2 separate regions of the Triticum aestivum genome follow, and region 2 is linked to region 1. A link is a contact called in public Hi-C data. All regions are on one chromosome and are shown on one strand. Each heading gives the region's core, a stretch centred on a gene start, on an enhancer-like site or on the middle of the called end of the contact. The rest is flanking DNA. Distances are from core to core; before and after follow the strand shown.

Region 1 (6,906 bases), core at 1,832-4,331:
AAGGCGGCGCCTTCTGGAAGGTCACGGCATCAAGGCCGCCGCCGCCGCCCACCGGAGTTAGGGTTTTCACCCGAGAGGCGGGGGAGGGGGGATGAAGGAGCAGACATAGACCGATGTCTCCAAGAAGAAAAGCGGCGCCCTTGAGCGTCATCGGCGGCGCGGCCAGCCGGGGCCGACCAAGGGGTTTCCCCCAATCTGGATCTCCTCCACCAGCTTCACCCACGGCCAGGGTCCCAGCAACCACGCCGACACCGCCAGAAACCCACAGGAGAGAAGCCCACCGATCGGGGCTAGATGACAGCGGCCAGATCTGGCGCCGCCGCCGGCCGCCAGAGCAGTCATGCCAGGCCATGGTCCATCGAAGATCCGTCGGCCGTCTGACCGGACCACTGGCACCACGCCAGTCCCGCCTCTCGCCGGCATGGAGGGGCCTCGCCGGAAGGGCCGCCGCCCCAGATCCAATCTCTCTCCAGCGGTAGGCGGAGCAGCAAGGGCCCTGCCGCCGCAGTCCCCGGCTGCGCCACGGGCTTGCCTGGCGCCAGCCTCATGCAGCGGCGAGGGATGGAGGAAGAGGAGCAGGGTACGCCGGCGGCGGGAGGGTGGTCGCCCCCGAGTCGCCCGGGCGGGGCGACGCGGGGGATTCTACTGAATAGTGCTACTTTATTGTACGTGGAAATGTACGTAGAATGCAGCCAAAGTTAGCAGTAGTTTCGGTGGATTATGATAATGCCGCCCGCAAGACAATCTTTTGTCTGTATTACGGTTTGGCAACCAACCTTAGCATGTTTCTACGCCTACCTTCTCATTGCAGATTATACAAAGCCGAGCCTAACAAGTCTGTTGACGCTCAACATTTTCGGTCGCTCGCTGCCACTAAGCTCCACTGGCTTGTTCGACGCGCATCAACCAAATCTAGAAGCACACCCAAGTCCGTCATCAGGTGCCCCTCCTAGAGACGCTTCTCATCAGCAACAACCTGAGACGTCCGTCCGAGGGTCCATCTCAGGCAGCCGAGGTTACGTACGCATGCTTTATACGATACAGTATACCACACTGCACCGGCCTACCGGCTAGGCGTGTGATCAATCTGAGCACTCAACGGCCGGCCTAGCTAAATTTCTTTGCATGTAGCAGCGCACTGCATCCCGTGTGACAACGATCAAGCAACAGATCGGCCATGCTGGGTAGAAAACGATGTCACGCGGCGTGTCCGGAGAAGATCGCTTTCGGCCTTGCCATCGATCTATCTAATCTACGTACCTAACAGCAGTCTGAACCCGAGAGAAACCTAACCCAGTTAGAGCTTCTTCCCAGGTGACGATGGATAAAGCAACGGCAACCAAAGATGACGCCCTCTGCCAACTGCTGAAAGATGTTAGTGCTTCGGGTTGCCAAGATCATGCACAATTAGTTATGTATTCCAATTAGGTACATCAAACTGGAACAAGACCTCATTGTGTATTAGCTGATTCATCGACTACAGTTTCTTTTATAAGTTAGAAAACAAAATTTACTTTCTTTTAATAATTATTAACGCAAACCACATCTAAGCGTGGAAAGAAGAACCCAATCTTTTGGCCTCACCTTCCTATGTAATATGTGTTCCCGTTTGCGCATTCTTTTCTCTGTTTACACGGCATGATTGTCTGAATTTTATGCAGGGCTTAAGGTTTAGTTTTGCTTGGTGACGTTGTGTTCCAGCAAACAACATGTTCATGTCCTAGGTTGGTTCCCCTTCTATTTACTTGCCTGTCTTAAACAATTAGCAGTAGAGCTATTCCATTCACCCGTCAGCAAAAAGGAAGAAGCACGCGCATGGTTCTGGGATAGTACAGAGGTAAATTTTGATTTTTATTTGCAATGTTCATGGTGTTTATATCGGCGTTGCCTGTGGTGTAGGAGTGGCGATCTGCCTGTCATTGAGTGTGTTCGAAAGAGTGCTGTTTTTGCGATGATGCAGATGTGTGCTTGAATCTATACTTGTTTCTATGAATACCAATTAGATGATCACTTTTTGTGCATTTGCTGCAGTGAAAACCAACTATTTGATCACTTTCTGTGCACTTGTTGCCGTGAATACCAATTACATGATCACCTTTTGTGGTACATGGAATTGAAATGTTCAGAGTTTGTTCCATATTCTAGCAAACAAGGGCACAAACAAATTAAGCGTTTGCTGATTCATACAACTGAAAATTTCACAAGCCTTTTGATCACATTTCTGACCGAGCAGATATCGTCGAGGCTTATGCCCACGGAGAGCAGCAGCAACAACATTCGGATTTCTCCATAATCAAGACAAGCACGCTCTGAAAAAAACCCAAACCTCCATAAAATCCATACACAAGAACAGCATCCAGTGTGGATCACTGATCTCATCGGCGATGATCTGCGCACGAATTTCATTTCCGAAGAAGCGAGAGGCAATCCTACCGGATCTATGGCGACAGAGGAATGTTCCTTCGGTACAAAGGCAGATCACAAGCTCTCACAACTCACAGTGATTTGTGGGTCGAGAATTCACCTCATCTGCTCTGTCTAGTCGCGGCCGCCGCGGAGGGAGCTGAGGCGTTCGAGCCACTGCTCGTCGGGGACGGTGCCGGCCCACGGCGGCGGCGCGCCGGGGAACGCCACGCCACGCATCGCGTCCACGATCCGGGCCGCGGCGCCCGCGGGCAGCTGGGCGCGCCGCCGGCGCTCGTCGTCCAAGGAGGCCGCGGCCTCCCTCGCGCCCGCGCCTTCTTCCTCGTCGCTCTCTTCTTCTTCGTCGTCGGAGGCGAGATCCAGCTCGGAGACGCCGTTGTCGACCGCGTCGAGGCGGCGGTGAGATGCGAGATCGGGGTCGGGGTCGGCGTCGCTGTCGGTGTCCGACGCGGCGCCGGAGATGGGGAGGTAGTCGGCGTCTCCCTCGGCCTCGGAGTCTGAGGCGGAGGCGGAGGAGTGGTCCGGCAGGCCGGTGGAGGCGGCGGCTGGGAGGTGGCCGTTCCCGGAGATGGACATTGTGGGGAGGAGAAAACAGAAAACAATTCCAGAGGGGCGCCACTCGCTTGGGGAAGAATACGGGTGGGTGGGTACCCGAAGCCCGGGTATTTGGTGATACCTTTGGGCCTGTTTGGGCCGAATTCGCAGCGCCAGCCTCCACATATTTGTTTTTTTCCTAGAAGATCCTCCACATATTTGGTGACCCCCTTCGCCCGCGCTCCCGAAAAACAGAGGCGAAAAGCGCGGGAGGAGACCAGTAGCGGCGGCGGAAAGCAGGCCTCGACGGCGGCGCAGGTCAGACACCCCCTCCTCCTCTCATCTCCCCGCCCCCGGCCGTCTTTCCCCCTCTCTGCGGCGTTACGCGTAGCCCCATCTGCCCCTCGCGACGGCGGCCTCCATCTCGGATGCGGCTCGGTCACCGCTGGCTCCTGCCTCTCATGGCGACCTCCGCGTCGCCCCCCTCACCCCCCACGGTCGGGACCCCATGGCGACCGAGCCTTTCCCCCTTGCCCCCATGGCCTTCACCCCATGGCGGCTGCTGTTGTATAATGTTCTTATTTTTGTACAGAATTGGGTCTCTCATGTGAGTTCCAAGTATCATTTCTTGAACCTCCAAACAACACAATTCAGATTCAATTTCAAGATCAATGTCTGGGAGATTTGATATTGGCACCAGTTCAATTGCATGGCCCTCAATATCAACATTCAAACGGAGCCTTAGAGTAGCACTCCGTATATGAATATAGGAGGCCAAATCTGATGAGTGAGTTGGACTTTCTCTCATCGGCATTGTGCAAACTGTTCATGCAGGGCTGAGCATAAGCAACAGTGATCTGTCCCACTTGGTGAAATGCCTTGTTACTACGATGTCGATGACATCCTCATGGAGGAGGAGGTAACCATGCTCGTGTTACCCTCTGCTTCATTTATGCTTGTACAGATGACATGAATACTCTACTGTAATTGCAGCTTATTTCGGTTGTTTTCCAAGTAACTGCAAATGGTGTTGGTATGCTAGATCCTGGCGCCGAGAGAAACAGTGTAAGCATCTGTCCAATGACATTTCTGCATTTATCTTTAACTGCTATCTTAAACCTGCTGATGGGCAACTGCTGCCAATTCTTTCTCTGGCCTGTTTGTTCTTGAGCAAATTACTTCTCAAATACGCTGACTAGTTAGATGATGTTTACCTGAGATAGATGCATCGTGCATTCTTGCTCATTTTAGTTTGCAAAACCGATATGGAACGCTAGGTGCTTTCTTATTTCCCTGTGTGCCATGTTTCTCACTAACTGGGAGTTAGATGCTTTGTTTTTGAGAACATTTTCTTGCTACCATGGCAAATGAAATGGCGTATTTCATCTGGTTCCAACAAAAAGAGAAATGATCTTATTCTTTATGTTCAGGTTGAGAAGGGTGCTAAGGTAGACCTTCCATTTTGGCTTGCTCATGGGATGCTGTCTCTGGAACAAGCGGTGTCGATAAATGTACCTCCTTGCTTCACCCAGAAGTAGGTTTCTTTGTATTTTGTTTTGCATCTGTAGAAATTCTCAAGAGGGACATCAAAATATACTGTATGCAGTAGTATGTAGTTATCGTTCTCATTTCAACATATTTACACGTACTTTGCTTGCAGAACTCGGAAGGAGATCCAAGCTGATGCAGCCTGTGTTGATTTGAGGGTTCGGTGCCCTTACTTTTATGAGCTAGGATGCAAGATTGTTCCTCTGTAAGTTCTGAACGACCTCAGTTACACGTACTATTTTGTTTCCTTTTTCTTCCATCTCATTACCTTTCTCTATGCAATCTTAAATTTGTAAATTCTCATTAAAATACTTATATATCATCTTTGGTAGAAATACATTACCCACTCCATTGCTTTGCAGAACTTTGATGAGCCTTAGACATCTTATAGTCTCAGTCACAATAACCGGGCAATTGTGTAGGCATACAGCACTACAGTACATTATCCTTTCTGCATGTATTCTGTTTTTGTAAAACTTGGAATGCTTCCATCTCCATGAGCAAGATAGTTTCAGTCATCAGTCATATATTAAGTTAAAATAGGAGGAACTTCTGTAAGTTCAAGTAACTGTAATCTTGGGGAGAAGATGCAGTTGATACTATGAATTGTATATAGGCAAGTTGATTTCTTGCGAACATAATGCAATCATATGGTTTTCTTTTCTGAGGGCCCAGACTAAAACATGCTTTTAACCACACTTGCAGTGTATCTCCCATCTCAGTTTAGCCAAACCATGTTCAAACTGGTGTTCAACTGTTCTAATTTCGTATTTTAGCAAGCTCCCCTCTGTCCACTCCAACAAATGATTTAATAAGTCATAAGGAGGTATTATATGGCCGCCTTGAAATGATCAATATATTCCTTGCTGATCCTACCATTGTTGCCGAGACCAAACTATCATTCTAGGAAATTTAATCATACACCTGACAATGACCTCTGATGCCACTAGGTCAATTTGTGCTTGTAACACGTGTTGATTCTGTGTTGACATATGGTGATATGAACATAATAGACCATAACTAAGTCTTCCTGAATACATAAGTTATGATTATTTGAGGTCTATCTCTTTTCAAAGGAATACTCTGGACTCTGCACTTAATGAGGACAAGAGCTGGCTGCAATCATCTTAATCTGAACAATTCAGACATAGATCTCAATGGTCTTTTGCCTTTAATTTTAGTGCTCACTAGAACAGAAATAATGAAATGTTTAGTAGCCACCTGTAGCACATGTTGTGAGCAACTGGGTGAACTTGTAGAGGTACCACTTGACAATTAATTGGTTATACTCTTGAGTGATCCTAATTGGGATTTGATTTTCTTATGATGGTTCATGTGATTTGGTTGAAAAGGTGTAACTATTCTCAGATTAGATATGATCTATGTCAATTACAGTGCCAATGTGTCATTCCATGGCGTGCATTATTTGACACATTCTTTTATGGTTGATACATTCTTTTGTGGTCGGTTTAGAGGTCTGAATATCCTTGTCAAATTGGCCCAACCCATCTGGTTACTGTCCACAATCAGGTCGAAGACCCCCTGCAGTTACTGCTGTAGTCACAATTTTGTCAGTTCTGTGAAATATTGTTATGTGTTGCCTTTGTAGTTTGTATACTGAAGTTAGGGATCCCATGAAGTTATTATGTGGTGATGTCTGGGCACCTTATATATTACTCCCTCCATTTCTAATACTACCTCCGTGCCAAAATATATGACATTTTGGTAGGCTAAACTAGCTTACTAAAACGTCATATATTTTGGCATGGAGGTAGTACATTTCACTGTATCATTTTTTCTCCTTAATGCATATCATTTTACTATTTTGAGGCAACTTTACACCATTTCCCCCTTTTGTCTATTTTGAAAGCCATTTATTAGTATGGACTAGACTGTGTGACTAGCACAAAACTCCAAAAGTTAATAAGTGGTGTAAATAGAGTGGGAATTCGATCTTTAACCCCACTTTTGCTGGTACTGTGATAATTCGTTCTTACATCGTAATGGATTATTTCCCCACCTTTCTTTCGCATTTGATCTTTTGCCCTCTAGCAGCCTGCATCCATACTCAGCAGTGAACTAGGAGTAGAACTGGAGAACATTTTTGCATATCAGATTTGAGAATTCAGCCCTCTAGCAGCCTGCACCCACAGTCAGCAGTGAACTCGGAGTAGGACTGGAGAATGTTTCCGCATTTCAGATTTCAGAACAGACCACGTCTGACATGGACTAGGAGTAGGAATTCAGAATTCAGGACACGGTTCCATCGATATTTAATGCTGTTAGCCTGATAAGTCGAGTCGAAGATGTCCGGCTGAGAACCAAGTGTTGACTCGTAAACTAGTCGAGTCTCTTAATAATTGGGATGAGATATGGTGCATGTGTACAGGAATGGATCAG
Region 2 (6,906 bases), core at 1,246-3,745, 410 kb after region 1:
GGTTTAAAAACATTCTGCTCTACTGGATTTATTGACGGTAAACAGAGCACATTATCCAAAGAAAGAAGTGTTCAACAGGCCAACAGACCGAATAATATGGACTAAAACATGATGTGATACATACCCCCATCACATGAGTTCATCACAAGGCTTTGGTAGGTTTCAACCGGCGGACTGAATTGTTCATAGAATACTTGCTAGTCCTTCCTTCTTGGCAGCCGGCCTGTTCCCAGGGAACGCAGTGCGAGATACATCAACAAGAGCCTTGAAGCTGTATGGCTCATGCATCGACAGCTCTGAAAGTACCTTCCTGTTGAGTTGGACATTCTCCTTCATCAGTCCATGCATGAAGTTGCCATAGTTCACCTGGGCAGTAAGTTCAGACAATACATCAAACACATGTGCGTGTGCGTACAGTAGCAAAACTACAAACCCGATAACTTATACTTTGTTATCGTATTCTGCTTGGTTTCTTTGGGGAAAAATTTAACATGAGAATGCAACAAATTCATTTCATTGTCAAACCTTGAATGTAAATAGATACTACATACCCCATGGAGTCGTGTACCAGCATTGATGCGCTCGATCCAGAGAGACCGCATGTCCCTTTTCTTGTTGCGCCGATCCCTGTAAGAATATTGCAATGCTTTTTCTACACGCTCCCTGGCGATTCTTATGCAGTTTTTAGCCCTTCCTCGGAATCCCTTGGCTAACTTAAAGATCTTCCCCTTGTTCATCTTTGAGCTCTTGGCTCACACAGTATTTCCTCCCTATATTCACAACATCAAAGTAAGAAATTGGAGCAAATTATGAATTACTGTAGTGAGATAGAAGTTCAGAGTACACACCAATACTTCAGACATTTATTCCCCGAGAAGGGAATGCATATGAATAAAACGTACTTAAGGACAGTTATTTTCGGGCCTAGACTTCTTCAGGAACCAGTTTAAGCTTCTCTACCCACAGGAGCTGCGGCACAGAGAAGTCTATGGACTGTAAGTGTCAGATCTTCTGCCCCTTAGTTTATTTTCTGATGAAAAGTCCATGGACTGCAATTGTGTGAATCTTAGGGCCTGTTCGGAGCCCCTCCGCTCAGCGAGGCCGCTCCCGGAGCTGACGGAGTTCTAGTTAAAAAGTGCAGAGCCAGCGAAACGGTACTCCCGAGATTCTCAATTTTTACGGAGCGGGCGGACTGCCGAACAGCGCCTTAACTTATATTGTGTAATTTCTTGCTGTGTTTATCATAGATATTATTAACATCATAAAATAAATATTAAAACAAAATAAAGATGTAATTGGTACTTGACAACAAGTTAGATAAAAAGAGGTTGTGAAGGCATTACAAGGGTTTCCCCCAAGAAAAGCAGTCACGATAAAAACTAATCATCAAGGTACGACACTAGCAGCAATAGCATCATGAACTGTGCCGACAGTCCATTCTGAATGACTCCACCTATTTTTGAATCGCTTACACTCATAATTTCTCTCTGCGTGCTTACTAAACTTGCTTATCAAATAAACATACCCAAGTAAGTTCAAACATCTGGTGGGACGGTTATATACATGTACTTCTTCGATACGCACATCAAGAAAAACTATATGGGTCATAGGATCCAAAGTTACTTTCGCCGATTTCCCACTCTCATCTATGATATGTGACAAAATGAATGTTAAAACTGGATATTGTTTTTGGGTCAACAAAAAGTGTGCCCTGTTTTTAGAACATACAATCAACGAGAGTAATTCCTGCGATAAAAAATTGCTTACCACATCCTCTGTTCCTGAATATAAGACGTTTTTGCAGTTCAATTCAATTTGAGCTGCAAAAACGTCAACAGAGGTACTAACAAATATATGTGCTCATTTGTGTAGTGTCTACTAGAGATGGAAAAAAATTGCGCTCAAATAGGACCGGACACTGCATGCTACTGTATTCCAATCGACAGTTTCCACTTGGAATTAGCCGTCAGATTAAAAATAACGTGAGAATTATAGCAAATGCAAGCAGCAGTAGATGTTGCAAATGTGTGACCTGCTTGCTAATTCGAATCCTGCCACCAACAAAGAATCATTTCCAACCAATCCCGCACTATCAGGTGGCAGGCAAGGGGCGTCAAGGGATTCGGACGGTCGCGAGCTACGGCAAACAAGCACGCGGGTTCAGTAGCAGGAGCCGGGCCGGCCATGCCGCGCGCGGTGGAATCATACACACCTCGCACGCGCGAGCGGGAGATGTACATGTGTGTGCAAGCACGTACGTACCGAGAAGCAGGGAAGAAGAGCCGGTGCAGAGTCGGGTCGGGTCGGAGTAGAGGGAGGCGACGGAGACCGGCGTCGGCGGCGGGCGGCGGGCGGCGGAGTGGGAGCTCGGGCGCGTGTGAGGAGAAACCTAGCGCTGCGTTTTCTGTGGATCGAGCGAGCACGAATGTGGGCCGAATCATATTCTTGGGTGCCAATCCGGCCCACAAGACGTCGATAGCACCCGCGCCGCTCACCAGGGCTGGCCCGTTTAGCTGCCGCGCTTGTATATCACTAGCCTCACACGTTCAACGCTACAATAGGCCAGTACATAAAGTTCGCCTCCGACGTTTGTAAAAAAGGAAAGGAAAGCAGACAACGCTGCGTGCATGCAGAAAATCAAATAATGTATTGAAATAATTGTTAATTTTTATATAATCAATAAAAGTATAAGCAATGATCTTTTTATGGAACTAAAACTGTGTTCATACTTTTGCATAATGTTCATGTAATTTAATATAAGTTTTCTCATACCTTAAAAGTATTCCTGAAATTTGTAAAAATTGTTCACATATTTTTTAAAATAAATCATGAAATTTAAAAGGTTCTCGTACATTTTAAAAACTATGTACTCCCTTCAATCCGAATTAATTGACGCAACCTCAATACAACGTTAGTAATAAAGAAATTGTTCCCATTTTTTATAAAAATGTTCATGTGATATTAATAAATGGTGGTTATCGTGGCCGCGGGTGTCGCCCAAGGGGTTGGTCGAGGAGGCCGGGAGGAAGCTGCAACAGAGCAGGGACTGCGCGAGCCAGATATTCAAGGCCGCCATGGCGATCAACATCGATGTGCATGCTGAGATGGAGATCCCGGAAGTGTACTTTGAGTCATTGCCAAAGGTAAACACTTCCAAGTTTTCATCCGTTTCCAAATGTGTTATGGGCAGTTTTCAGACTTTTCTCATTTCCTTAAGGCCTCGTTTGGCACAGGAGGATTCAGGAGGTTTGGAGAGGATGATCCCCGGGAGGGACAGAAGCCCCACGAAATCTCATCGGTCCATTTGATAGGTGGGGTTTGCACAGCCCAACCCCCTCCGATCCCTTCCAATCCCTTCGTACCCGCGCAGTTCAGAACTCTCGTCACACGCCTCCTCCACTCTCCGCCTACCAAACGAGTTTTTTCAGGAAGGGGATTGGATGCAAGGGGAATTGAGGGGATTGGGTGGAGGGGAGGGATTCACCAAATCCCCTCCAATTCCCACACCTCAAATCCTTCTAAATCCCTCCATGTCAAACGAGGCCTAAGTGCTCTTTGTTTTGTGTAGGCCACAGTAGCATGGTGTGAACCCCGCAAAAAAAAAGTAGCATGGTGTGCATTTTCCAAAGCACCCCCACATATACTGCAGACTCCAGTTCAAATCTTTTTTTCTACTTATTCTCTTTTATTGGCAGTTCTCCCAGCGTGATTATACAAAAGATCAAACAGTGATTAGGGAATCAAAAAATAAACACTGAAAAGGTTGCATCGAAACACCTAAACCATGATAGCTCAATGAAGGGAACCATACAGATTATCTCAATCTGGAAGCAAGTCGGGCCACTCAGTGAAGGGATCAATAAAAGAAGCCTTTTTTGTGTCAGGGTATCAAAGAATAGCGGCGGGTGACCCCGTAGGTTGATGGCAAAGTCCATCAAACCATTCATCGAGAGCTGATGGGAAGATCTTTTGCACAAAATTTACCAGTGAAATAGTATAACTTCGAGACTAATATTTTTGAAAGGAGAAATAACTATCAACACCTCGAGGAGAAACTTATATACAGGCGATTCTCACTCCAGCTAGATTCTCAAATTCTGATGAAGCCATGATTCTAAACAGTTTCCGACGAACAACAAATTCCCGCACAATACATACTACTGGGAAAAGGGAATAAGAAATGTATATACAGGCGATGCTCTCTCCTATCATGAATCAGGACAGGTACTCAAAAGGTTGGGGCGGCTGGGGCTCGTCGTCGACGGCCATGGCAGAGGCACCCGACACCGGCTGCCCTGACGCGGGGGCGTCGGTGAGCACAACGAGCTCCTCGGCCTCGCTGGGCTGTGTGTCTCTTAGGAGGATGAACCCGCCGCAGGGGGCGGGCCTCACGGGGACGTATCGGCTGCCCTCGATGAACTTGATGAACTTCTCCTGCAGGGGGACGACGCGGGCTGGGTTCGCCAGGATCTGGAAGGCCGGCTCTGGCTCTGCGGCCTTCTTCTCTGCAGTGCTGTCCACCTGGGAACAAAGATTGAGAGAGACGGGTCAATCCAAATGAGGCCAGAGACTGTCTGGGGTTGGTTCATTAATGAGCAGCTAAGGGCTAGCCATGCTCAACTGTGCTGTGATGTCTAGTTGACTAGCATATGGTTTAATTAATTATGGCCTGAACCTACCAAAATTTGCAAAATTCTTGCGTGATGGGAAAAAGTTGAAGCCAAGCAGATACAGTGAGGTTTTATTCTTACCTGCATTGCATCAGCTGCCTTGCCAGAAGTAGAACCAGAAGCATCTTCCGTTGACTTCTCCTGGTTAGCAGCTTTGCTTTCTGCTTCTGCTGCTGCCTTCTCCTGGTTAGCAGCAGCTTTGCTTTCTGCATCCTTCTTCGCCCTAGATTTTGCCTTAGCATAGGTTGACAAAATGGCTGTGGGCAGCTCGACAGCCGAAGTTGTAGCCTGCTGAGTCGTCGGTTTCGGATACTCAAAGAGGGACGGCTTAGCATGCGACATAAATTCAAACTTCAGCACTTCCAGATTCGAGTTGAGACCAATGATGGCCGTCGGCGAGAAGGCCAGGCTGATGAAGTATAGGAGAGGATACCAGTTCCAGAACTGGGTGAAAACAGCGAGGCCAATCACAGCAGTGAGCTTGTCATGCTTGTTCCTCGAGCGAAGTTTGATTGTGACGTTCCTGCCACCTGCATCTAGAATGCCAGAAGCAAGTATGGCGCCCATTTTGCTCATGGTGTCCTCGTGCTTGTCAAGTATGATCTTTTGCAACTGACGCCTGAATGTTCCAACACGAGAATCAAAGGACTCATTGGTCTGGATCATGACCATTGCCATAGCAATTAGAGCCCCCTGGCGTACGAAGTCAACAACGTCCGAGGTGAGAGGCTCCAACAAGGAAATGGCATCACTTAACCCTGTGCCTGCACAGGATATCCCAACAGCTAGAGCTGCACCATAACGAACGTGTGGGTTGTACGATTCAGAGAGCAGGGACACAATTCTTGGAGTCTGCATGATCAGAACAGAAGATGTAAGTTATGGATCAAAGCTATTGACAAGGTGTGGATCAAAGCTATTGACAAGGTGTGGATCAAAGCTATTGACGATTTTTTATTTTAGCTTTTTTTCTATTAGATGGCAAAGAGATGCAGCAGCATAAATGCATAATGAACAGCAGGTCTATGTTGTTCCTTGGAATAAAATTGAATAGAGGGCAGACCTGCTCAGGTTCGTTGTATAGAACAAATCCAAGACCCATAACTGCAGTCCTACGAACATCATCACTGACGTCCGATACAGCGAAATGCAGCAGCTGATGGATAGCTTTGTTGTTTGCAGTTCCTCTGTACGCTAGAGCCAATGCATACATACCACCATAACGTAGTATGGGATCTTGATCTCTAGTCATTTGTTCGATCAAGGTGTCAGCTTCCTCCTCCCTGCCATACATTGTCAATGCGATGCCAAGTGCCAAACCCCTGCGGAGAGAGAGAGAGAGAGAGAAAGATGTCAGAAACATGAGCTAGATGCATCTTCAGAAATACCGCAACAATTATTAAACAGAACTGACCTGATAATCTTTTCATGCTGTGTATCATGTGCATAAGCAAGCATCTCACCGGCCTTCTCACTGGCTGTCCCAACCATGAGCAAACCCATGCCAATACCAGCTGCTTCACCAGCTACTGCACTGTCTGTGTAAAGGACATTCTTTATGTCCTCAAACACTTCCTCATCTGCTGTCCCGAGAGATGCAAGCCCAAGTCCCAAACAGGCACCATGCTGGATGACCTGTATAATACGGTTTTGATTAAGAAAAGTCACAACATAATTAGCATTACGCGAGAAGGACAAGGAACAAAATGTCACCTCTGCACTGGTGTTGCGAAGGCTTTCACGGAGGAATTGTTTGATTCCTTCGCCATGGTTGGCATGAATCAAACCTAAAGCATAGAGGGCACCACCTTCTGAATATGGACTGCCACCACCAACTGCACCATTTTGAGGTAGGTACGGGGCCATCAAAGCCCGACCTTGCTGAAGGTGGCCTCTATGAATGACACCCAGTCCAGCTGTCGCACTAAATTTAGCCCAATTGGTTGCCTTGCTTAACCATTCCTAAAAGACAATAACAAAATGAGACATTACAGGGGCAAAAAAATAAACACTGCATGACAACAAAACAACCAGATTTTTTTATTTTTTTTACCAGATTCTCTCTTAAAAAGGTATCTACAGTTGTTCCTGCATGCATGATCGCATTGGAACAAATAGTTGCACTATGGCAAACATTGCCACTCGTTTCCACAGCCTGCTTTATTGTCTTCAGAATTAGAAGATCAGACCTACGAAAGAAACAAACCCATCAAGGTGATGTCAGATATAAAAGTTG

The links. A called contact is a pair of places that touch in the nucleus more often than the background predicts.
Region 2: a contact with region 1 is called in a Hi-C map of leaf, with 3 times the contacts expected there. The contact joins the promoter of LOC123182716 here to the promoter of LOC123182714 in region 1. A contact is called at or near these places in 3 of 5 Hi-C or Micro-C datasets (all in leaf).

The regions. Positions count from the first base shown.
Region 1 is chr1D:438,683,588-438,690,493 of IWGSC CS RefSeq v2.1, forward strand. It overlaps LOC123182714 (probable DNA replication complex GINS protein PSF3), which reads left to right and starts at 3,082. Exons shown (of 7, transcript XM_044595371.1): 1 at 3,082-3,276; 2 at 3,793-3,877; 3 at 3,952-4,023; 4 at 4,389-4,492; 5 at 4,619-4,711. The coding sequence starts at 3,833. It overlaps LOC123182713 (clumping factor A), which reads right to left and starts at 3,080. Exons shown (of 1, transcript XM_044595370.1): 1 at 2,283-3,080. The coding sequence starts at 3,000. The coding sequence ends at 2,539.
Region 2 is chr1D:439,093,455-439,100,360 of IWGSC CS RefSeq v2.1, forward strand. It overlaps LOC123182716 (50S ribosomal protein L20), which reads right to left and starts at 2,496. Exons shown (of 3, transcript XM_044595373.1): 1 at 2,263-2,496; 2 at 552-770; 3 at 1-366. The coding sequence starts at 737. The coding sequence ends at 184. LOC123182717 (26S proteasome non-ATPase regulatory subunit 1 homolog A) reads right to left here. Exons shown (of 12, transcript XM_044595374.1): 8 at 6,724-6,859; 9 at 6,085-6,632; 10 at 5,734-5,992; 11 at 4,752-5,522; 12 at 3,960-4,521. The coding sequence ends at 4,216.